3 separate regions of the Drosophila melanogaster genome follow, and all the other regions are linked to region 1. The links are chromatin contacts, called in public Hi-C and HiChIP or PLAC-seq maps. All regions are on one chromosome and are shown on one strand. Each heading gives the region's core, a stretch centred on a gene start, on an enhancer-like site or on the middle of the called end of the contact. The rest is flanking DNA. Distances are from core to core; before and after follow the strand shown.

Region 1 (2,823 bases), core at 133-2,632:
TCAAACGTGACCTTTGGCTATTCACCGGAGAAGATAGTGCTGCGCAATGTGAGCTTCACAGTTCCGGCCGGTAAGACGGTAGCGATTGTTGGACCCTCTGGAGCCGGTAAGAGCACCATCATGCGGCTGCTTTTCCGCTTTTACGATGTGCAGACTGGTGCTATCCTGATTGACGGACAAAACATCAAGCTTGTGCAGCAGCAGAGTCTGCGAAAGGCCATTGGAGTGGTGCCCCAGGATACGGTTCTCTTTAACAACACCATCTTCTACAACATTGAATATGCCAAGTTGGGCGCTTCGGACGAAGCTGTCTATGAGGCTGCTCGCGCCGCCGACATTCACGAAAGGATTCTCGGCTTTCCGGAGAAATATGAGACAAAGGTGGGCGAACGAGGTCTGCGGCTCAGTGGAGGTGAAAAGCAACGCGTAGCCATCGCCAGAACGCTTCTTAAGGCGCCCATTATTGTGCTCCTGGATGAAGCCACCTCAGCTTTGGACACCCACACAGAACGCAATATTCAGGCTGCTTTGGCCAGGGTGTGCGCAAATCGTACCACCATCATTGTTGCCCATCGTCTTTCCACCATCATCCATGCGGACGAGATTCTGGTCCTGCAGCAGGGAAGCATAGCGGAGCGTGGGCGACACGAAGAGCTTGTGCTGCGCGAAGATGGCATCTACGCGGACATGTGGCAACAGCAACTCAAGAATCTAGATGCAGAACAGAGTGGTGGTTCTGATAACGGAGACGCTAGTGCAGAATCGGGATCGGAGAAACGCAGGGCAGGAGGAGCAGGAGGACCAAGTGGTACTGGAACGGGTGGTGCCCACTTCAGGGCAGGACATGCTCATGGGGGAGCACGCTAGCCTTAAGTGACATACAGAGTAGTTTCTGATATTCCTGATTCCATGTGATTTGTGGTGTATTGTTATACGTATGAGAGCAGCTCGTCAAAGTCTTAGTTCGTCTATAAGTAACCTTATATGCTACTCTTATACTAATAAATAACGTAGATTTTTATAGACAATCCGCGAGATTTAATATAATTTAAATGTGTCTGGTACCAAATAAATAGCGCAATATTGTGTATTTCTAGTCCTTATTAAATTATTAAGTCTTGAAGGGATACGAAATTGTCCTTGGGAATATTGTAAGATAATGTTATGCAAGATATCTTAAAATCCTCTAAACAGAATGTATCAGATTTGAGAATCCGTTTTCTGGTCCGTAAGACGTTGTTCCAGTGGACGCGGCAAAAATCTATTTATAGGACATTTCCCAAGAGATCGTAAGAGAGCCCAGCTGCCAAGCTGCTCTTCGCAGCATGATTCTTATCAACGAAACCTCCAGCAAGGCCAACCATCCGGCTGTTATGTCCGCTCAGTTTGAGCTTGGATCGCGAACAGAGCGGACGTGTCGAGCTGTGATCCGGGAATTAGACGCGTTGGCGATAAAGGAGGAAAAGCGTCGGCTTCTTTGAAAAATCTGATAATATACAGTCGCGTTGATATATATATTATATATAATATATATACATATATTCACTGATACTACATTGAGAAATCTGTGCGCGAAGTGAAAAGCGTCGGAAGATCTGTGGAAAAGCGAGTGCCACGACCTCGGAAGGAAGTAGCTAGTAGCAAGTAGCAGGCCATGAGGCTACTCAAGTGTTCCGTGTTTGTGTGTACGTGAGAGTAACCTAGTTGATAATCCCAACTGTATCAGAAACTAATAAAAGAATATGACGTAATTATTCATTGACGAGGCGCGCATCAAAAAGAAACCTAGAAGCAACATTGATTAAAGCGTTTTGCGATCATTCAAATATGTTTATATATATTATATATACACATGCACATTTAGTATATATCTATATATATATATATATAAGAAATTCAATTGATAATTGAAGAGTTTATTGCCCGTCCGCGCGAATGCGACATAGATGGCGGGAGGGATGGATGAACACGAGCGGATGGGAGGAGCATCCATCGAATTGAAGTTCAATTTCCCATTTATCTATTTATCCGGCAGATCTGTTCCTGATCTTCGATGCCGGCCATGCCTTCAGCATCATTGGCCTCAACAAACAGATGCTCTACGAGTACGAGGGCAATGTCCTGGTGGGTGCAAAGCCCCAGGACGAGGGCCACCAGGCGCCACCCACCACCGGATGGATTGTGCGGGGCAAGCTGACGCTCCAGCGGCAAAGCGAGCTGGTCTTGGCTGCGGCGGTAAGTTGTCTAGGATCAGTTCCAGTTTCGGAGATGTTTCAGTTGATCTCCGGCAAGCGTTTCTCAATATTATTTTTGTTTATACAAATCGATCCATACTAGTATTTACTCATACTTCTTGTATGTAGAAGAATGTGTATATCAATTGGAAATCGGTGAAAAATCAAATCAATTTATTGATTTCATTATCAATTTATACGATCCAATCGGCGCATTCTATAGCCCCCATTCCCATATTCCACTTCCCATTCCCCATCACCATCTGCAGCGCGACTTCTTGTCAGCCTCCGCAGACGAAGAAGAATTCGCAGATGAATTAAAGACAATTTAACCATTCACTGAGCGGTAGCGACTCTGGAAAAGATCGGAGCGGATTCGCCACAATAAACTGAACTCGGTTGTGAACTTCTTTCATTGAGCCCCCACAGATAATGCCATTCCCTTTTGTTAATCAGCTCTGATTGTTTTGACTGAGAGTGACTCTCTAGGAGTAGAGAGTCCCTCGCTTATCAGTGATCAGGCATCTGGACCTGCGCCTGGGCATGGTATGGTGCATGTACGCCATATGAGAGCGCCGATCTGACTAAT
Region 2 (2,823 bases), core at 95-2,594, 370 kb after region 1:
CGCCTTCGCCGCCTTAGTGCTGAGCAACAGAGGCTCCCGCTGCGCTGCCTCCAAGAGCTTTCGCTGGTGCTGCATGCGCAATTGTTGAACGGAAACGGCAACCGCACAATTCGGATCATCCTCGGCCTCTTCGTCCTTAATGCTTCGCATAATGCGTTGCAGTTTCTTCTCCTCCCGCCGCTGCATTTTGCTCAGCTGCTTCTCCTGGGCCGACTGAACTACGACGGCGCTGGCGACGGTGGGACGCCGCTCTGCAGCTCCACCACTGGCAGCCGCCTCCATGCGCTTCTGTTTCACCTCCATGACGCGGCGGGATCGTGTGGCGAACTGATCTAATTGGCGAGCGATCTTGTCCCGTTCCATGAGCAGTTTTTCTACTAATTCAAAGTAATCAAATCCTAGGATTTCCATAAGTTCATTTTGCAACACCTCGCTGCTGCGCTGGGAACCGAGAATGTCGCCGACGCGAATTATTAGGTGCTCGTCGTCCAGCTTTGCGGAGATTTCAAGCAGAGTCTGCAGTTCTGGACTCAACTTGGCGGCTTCCGAGCTCGTGGACGCCACTGGGGCGGCCTTGGTTGTGTGCTTCATAGAGAACTTGTTGACAGTTCGGTTTTTGAGTAGCGCATCCGGCGCTAGATCAGTCAGCAGGCTGATGTCCATCCACTCGGAGGGCGTGCACTTGACATGTATATGGGCGCCCCATAGTGGACCCACTCCAGGCACCTTGTGATGCGTCTGTCGCCACCGCTTGAGCGCGGATCTTTCGTGATCCTCCAGCAGATCGCCGATGGCCTGGACGCAGTCGTGAATTTGGGTCTTCTTGCGATCGAAAGTCTGTCCGAACATGCCGTGTAGCCGCTGTGTGGTGGCCACCAGGAGCACCCGCTGATCCAGCAGCAGCCAGAAGAGGAAGAGCGCCGCGTGCTCCACCACCTGTGGCTGCTCCTCGTAGCCCATACACTCCTGCACCAGATTGCGCAGCTTCTGTAGCTGCACCTTAGCGGCCGGCTGCTTTTCGGTTGGCATCTGAGCCAGCAGCCGTGCGATGGTCTGCTCCTCCTTGCTGGAGAGGAGCGGAATTGAACGAAATTTCACAGGTGGTGAAATCGCTACTCACTTTTGGCTGTTCGTCGTCGTGGAAGCAGCAGAGGTGGTTCTCGCCTGCCGCAGGACGTTCAAGCGCCGGCTACGGGCCTCCAGCTCCGTCTTGGCGCGCAGAGATGCACTCAATCGTGGCGGCTCCCACATATTCAATAGATATTTATGACTAGAGCTGGAGTTAAGTTAATGTTTACGTTTATTCAATTCCCAAAGCGCAGAGTGGGCAGGCTTCTTCTTCCACCGAAAATACTGAAAAATACTAAAAGCGGTCACACTGATGAAGGAAACTTGCTGGTGTTGCCACACTTTGGAAAATATGTTGAATGTCGAATATCGTAAGTTTAAATTCAAATAGAAGACCGTTACAAATACGCCTGCGGCATTAAAATTAAGTGCAATGACTAAATACTTAAAAATTAGGATAAAATAAGAAAAATTATTACTCTGACTAGCGCACAAACTATGTAACAACACCCAATATCGTCCGTATTCATTCTAGGGAAATCAGTAGTCCTGCCACTGACTGTTGATGACTGTTGCTCACAATTTTAATATGCTTAACTTGCCACTTGCCAACTAGATTAAGAAGTTTTACAACCTGCGTCCAGCTGCTTTGATTTGCGGCTGCCAAACGACCCCCGCCCCAAACAACCCCAAAATAAACCCATAAACTTGTTGCGCAAGCTGCAATTGTCTGTGTGCTCTTACTTAATATGCGCTCCATGTTCACATGCCCACTGGAGTCCTCGTCCTGGCTATTCATCCGCCACACGCTTCATTGACCACTTTGAATGCCAGCATCTCAAAGTGGGCAACTGTCCTGCAGCCGATGAGTATATAAAGTCAGGAGCCGGCAACTCGGTCCTTTCATTTGCGCTTTCTCAGGGATACGAAACAGGACACCAAGCGAAGATCATATGAGTGGCACAGCATTCTGAGCAGACGGCCGACCAATGACTAAGACAACGATGCATTGGCTGGCTCACTTCCAGATCATCTTGCTATGTGAGTTTCAACTAAGAGCAATCATTGTTTAGGTTTTGTAACTAAATCTTTGGCTTATCAAGGCATTTGGTTGATGTGCCCCCCCAGTTCGCAGGCCATAAAATGCGACACTTGTGGCAAGGAGTGTGCCAGCGCATGTGGCACAAAGCACTTTCGGTAAGCTAACATATTCAAAGAGTTCGCCAAGTGATATACATTTTACTACTCCAGCACATGCTGCTTTAACTACCTTCGCAAGCGATCCGACCCCGATGCACTGCGTCAGAGCTCGAACAGGAGGCTCATCGACTTCATACTGCTGCAGGGGCGTGCCCTCTTCACCCAGGAGTTGCGAGAAAGGCGCCACAATGGCACATTGATGGACCTCGGCCTGAACACCTACTACCCCTAAGGATATCCCCAGATGAACCAACTTGGACTGACACCAAAACTGGCAACGACTTCGATTAACGAACTATGTGATCCAATGGCTATGGCAAATGGTTGAAATGCTTGAAATGTTACTTACCAATAAAGGCACAAACTTCTTTGGGGCACTGTGCTTGATTAAAGCACACTTGACTAGTTGATAAACTGGGTGGATTTGATTTTGTATCAATTGCTGTTATATTTTTACTATATTTTTTTTTTACATTTTTTTTACATTGCCATCTTTTTTTTTTTTTGGGTTTTTCCTTGAGGTGCCATTTGCAAAATAGTTGAGTCTTTTGTAGA
Region 3 (2,823 bases), core at 111-2,610, 320 kb after region 1:
GCCAAGGAGTGAACACCAAGGCGGCCCAGGTGGCAGCATTCGTGCTGGGTGTTCCGTTGGACCAGGTGAGAGTCGAGGCCAGCAATACTGTAAACGGAGCCAACTCCATGCTGACGGCCAACTCGATGACCAGCGAGATGATCGGATTGGCAGTGAGAAAAGCCTGCGACACTCTAAACAAGCGACTGGCTCCGGTGAAGGAAAGACTCGGACCTCGGGCCTCCTGGGTGCAGGTGCTCCAAGCGGCCTTTTTGCAGTCCGTGTTTCTCATCGCCACGGAATCTTACCGGTTGGGGGATATCCCCAACTACAACATCTTCGGGTTGAGTCTCACCGAACTGGAACTGGACATTCTGACGGGCAACCATCTGATCCGCCGGGTTGACATCCTAGAGGATGCCGGGGAAAGCCTGAGTCCACATATAGATGTGGGTCAAGTGGAGGGCGCTTTTGTCATGGGTTTGGGATACTATCTCACCGAGCAGCTGGTTTACGATCGTCAGACAGGTCAGATTCTGACAAACCGCACCTGGAACTACCACCCACCAGGCGCCAAGGATATCCCGATAGACTTTCGCATCGAGTTGCTCCAGAAGAGTCCCAACCCCGTGGGCTTTATGCGATCCAAGGCCACGGGTGAGCCTGCTCTGTGTCTGGCTGTCGGAGCTCTGTTCGCCATGCAACACGCCATCCAGTCGGCCAGGAACGATGCGGGTCTTCCGAGGGAGTGGGTTCGCTTGGGGGCACCAACGACGCCGGAAACGGTCGTCCTTAACTCCGGAAGCCAGGTGGAAGCATTCGCCTTGTAATGAAATGAAGTTCTGGCTTAGATTTGGGTATTTTTCGATATTTCATTTGGTGTACTGCTTCGATCTTTTGATTTCTTTATCTGTATTATGTAATTTATCTTACTAAATAAATATAGAATCGTGTGGAAATCGTTTGAAGTTTTGAAGAATCGTTCTCCTGTTATATAATTCCTAATAGAATTGTATACATATGTACATATATGTTTTGAAGAAATCTTTCGCTCATAAGGCACCACTCTGTTTATAGGACTAGTTCCCCTTATTCCGAACATAATCTCGCCGTTTTGTTTAGAAATATGAGCAAAACAAAAACGTCGAAACAAGCCGTTTACTGATAAAGCTTTCAGTTCCAAAACCGAGGGAGAGTATTTGAAACCGGCAGACGATAACGTTTCAGAGTGCTACGATGATCTAATGCTGAATTGTGAGCGCAGTATATGGAACATGGTAGTTAAGAGCGGGGAGCAGGTGAACTTGAACTTGGAGAGGCGGGAGTCTCTTTCGAGGGCCGGAGAACCACTATATATATGGGGCTACGGAAGGCCCATACCCTCAGTCGCTCGCAGTTCGGCGTGGAATCAAACGAGGCTGACAAGTGGACTCATTGCCACATATTGTGAAATAACATAGTTTCCAGAACCCACTATAACCATCCAAATAATTCTGAACACCCGCGTCAATTGAAGGCGAGAAAGGCTGCAATTAATTTCACAACGATTCCCGGACGGCTTTTAAGTGATTCAAGGGACTTATATAATTCACAGATAATGGCTGGAAGAATTACAATCAACGGCACCAGCCACGAAGGTGTGTATGCATGTGTGGGCAGTTAATTGCCTATGGATTGATGGGGGCTGGCATCTACAAGATTGCCGAGACAACGAACTGGAACACCAGGGTCGAGAAATTCGACTACTAAATACCTGCTAGTTAGATGAGAGTTGCGACGACCTTGTGAAAAGCTTGGTGAATTACTTCTGAGTAAAACATGGCTAGACTCGTTTCCAAAACAGTTGTAACAATATTTTATAGGGTTCCATTTCATTTTGCTAATTTATTTTCATTAGCCCATCAGAGCACTTCTACAAACTGAGAGGTACTGAATATCAATTACAAGCATTTTCTTCTAAAATATTTAAATAATAGCTCAGCAGCAATCGTTAGCTCATAAGAAGCAGATATCGCAAACAATTGTTCTTTGACATGTTGTGAGGAATTAGGCTACTCGATAAGATAACACCCGGATTGTGTAGACACTTATGCCTCCGTTTGCTTGTGCCCCCTAGTCAACCTGTCTGCCCTGCCGGCGGATATCTCGCTGAACACTTTCATCCGAGAGTATGCCGGATTAACGGGCACGAAGTTCATGTGCCAGGAGGGCGGATGCGGCGTCTGCGTCTGCACCCTGACTGGGATTCATCCGGAGACCGGAGAGCTGCGCACCTGGGCGGTCAACTCGTGCCTCACGCTGCTGAATACGTGCTTGGGCCTGGAGGTGACCACTTCGGAGGGATTGGGCAACAAGCGGGTCGGCTACCATGCCATCCAGCAGCGACTGGCCAAGATGAACGGCACCCAGTGCGGCTACTGCTCGCCGGGAATCGTGATGAACATGTACGGCCTGCTGAAGTCCAAGGGCGGCAAGGTCACAATGGAGGAGGTGGAGAACTCCTTTGGAGGCAACATCTGTCGCTGCACTGGCTATCGTCCCATTCTTGACGCCATGAAATCCTTTGCCGTGGACAGCAACATCCAGGTACCAGCTGAGTGCATTGACATTGAAGACCTGAGCACCAAAAAGTGTCCCAAGACCGGCCAAACCTGCTCCGGCAGCTGCAAGAAGCAGCAGCCCAAGGGCAGCCAACTGTATCCGGATGGCAGCCGCTGGAGTTGGCCAGTGAGTCTGGGTGACCTCTTTGCCGCTCTGCAGGGAGCAGTCAAAGAGAAGCTGCCCTACATGCTGGTGGCTGGAAATACGGCCCACGGCGTCTACAGACGTAGTCCGGACATAAAG

What was found. Hi-C and Micro-C count contacts between places; a contact is called where the count stands out from the background. HiChIP or PLAC-seq counts read pairs in DNA pulled down with a chosen protein or histone mark.
Region 2: a contact with region 1 is called in a Hi-C map of the Kc167 cell line, with 3 times the contacts expected there. The contact joins the promoter of obe here to the promoter of cv-d in region 1. A contact is called at or near these places in 5 of 107 Hi-C or Micro-C datasets (the D17-c3 cell line, the Kc167 cell line, the S2 cell line and 1 more) and 3 of 6 datasets of contacts at active chromatin or transcription factors (all in the Kc167 cell line).
Region 3: a Psq HiChIP or PLAC-seq map of the Kc167 cell line shows a contact between it and region 1, with 2.9 times the contacts expected there. The contact joins the promoter of AOX1 here to the promoter of cv-d in region 1. A contact is called at or near these places in 5 of 107 Hi-C or Micro-C datasets (the D17-c3 cell line, the Kc167 cell line, the S2 cell line and 2 more) and 1 of 6 datasets of contacts at active chromatin or transcription factors (the Kc167 cell line).

The regions. Positions count from the first base shown.
Region 1 is chr3R:15,852,140-15,854,962 of dm6, reverse strand. It overlaps cv-d (crossveinless d), which reads left to right and starts at 1,382. Exons shown (of 15, transcript NM_169676.2): 1 at 1,382-1,685; 2 at 2,036-2,235. The coding sequence starts at 1,655. Hmt-1 (Heavy metal tolerance factor 1) reads left to right here. Exons shown (of 6, transcript NM_142246.3): 6 at 1-1,095. The coding sequence ends at 867.
Region 2 is chr3R:15,484,571-15,487,393 of dm6, reverse strand. obe (obelus) reads right to left here and starts at 1,344. Exons shown (of 6, transcript NM_142215.3): 1 at 1,121-1,344; 2 at 1-1,066. The coding sequence starts at 1,251. It overlaps Trissin (trissin), which reads left to right and starts at 1,998. Exons shown (of 3, transcript NM_142214.2): 1 at 1,998-2,109; 2 at 2,172-2,265; 3 at 2,320-2,664. The coding sequence starts at 2,058. The coding sequence ends at 2,500. Rh6 (Rhodopsin 6) reads right to left here. Exons shown (of 3, transcript NM_079644.3): 3 at 2,695-2,823.
Region 3 is chr3R:15,535,829-15,538,651 of dm6, reverse strand. It overlaps AOX1 (Aldehyde oxidase 1), which reads left to right and starts at 1,360. Exons shown (of 6, transcript NM_142218.2): 1 at 1,360-1,616; 2 at 2,096-2,823. The coding sequence starts at 1,577. AOX2 (Aldehyde oxidase 2) reads left to right here. Exons shown (of 6, transcript NM_169665.3): 6 at 1-939. The coding sequence ends at 809.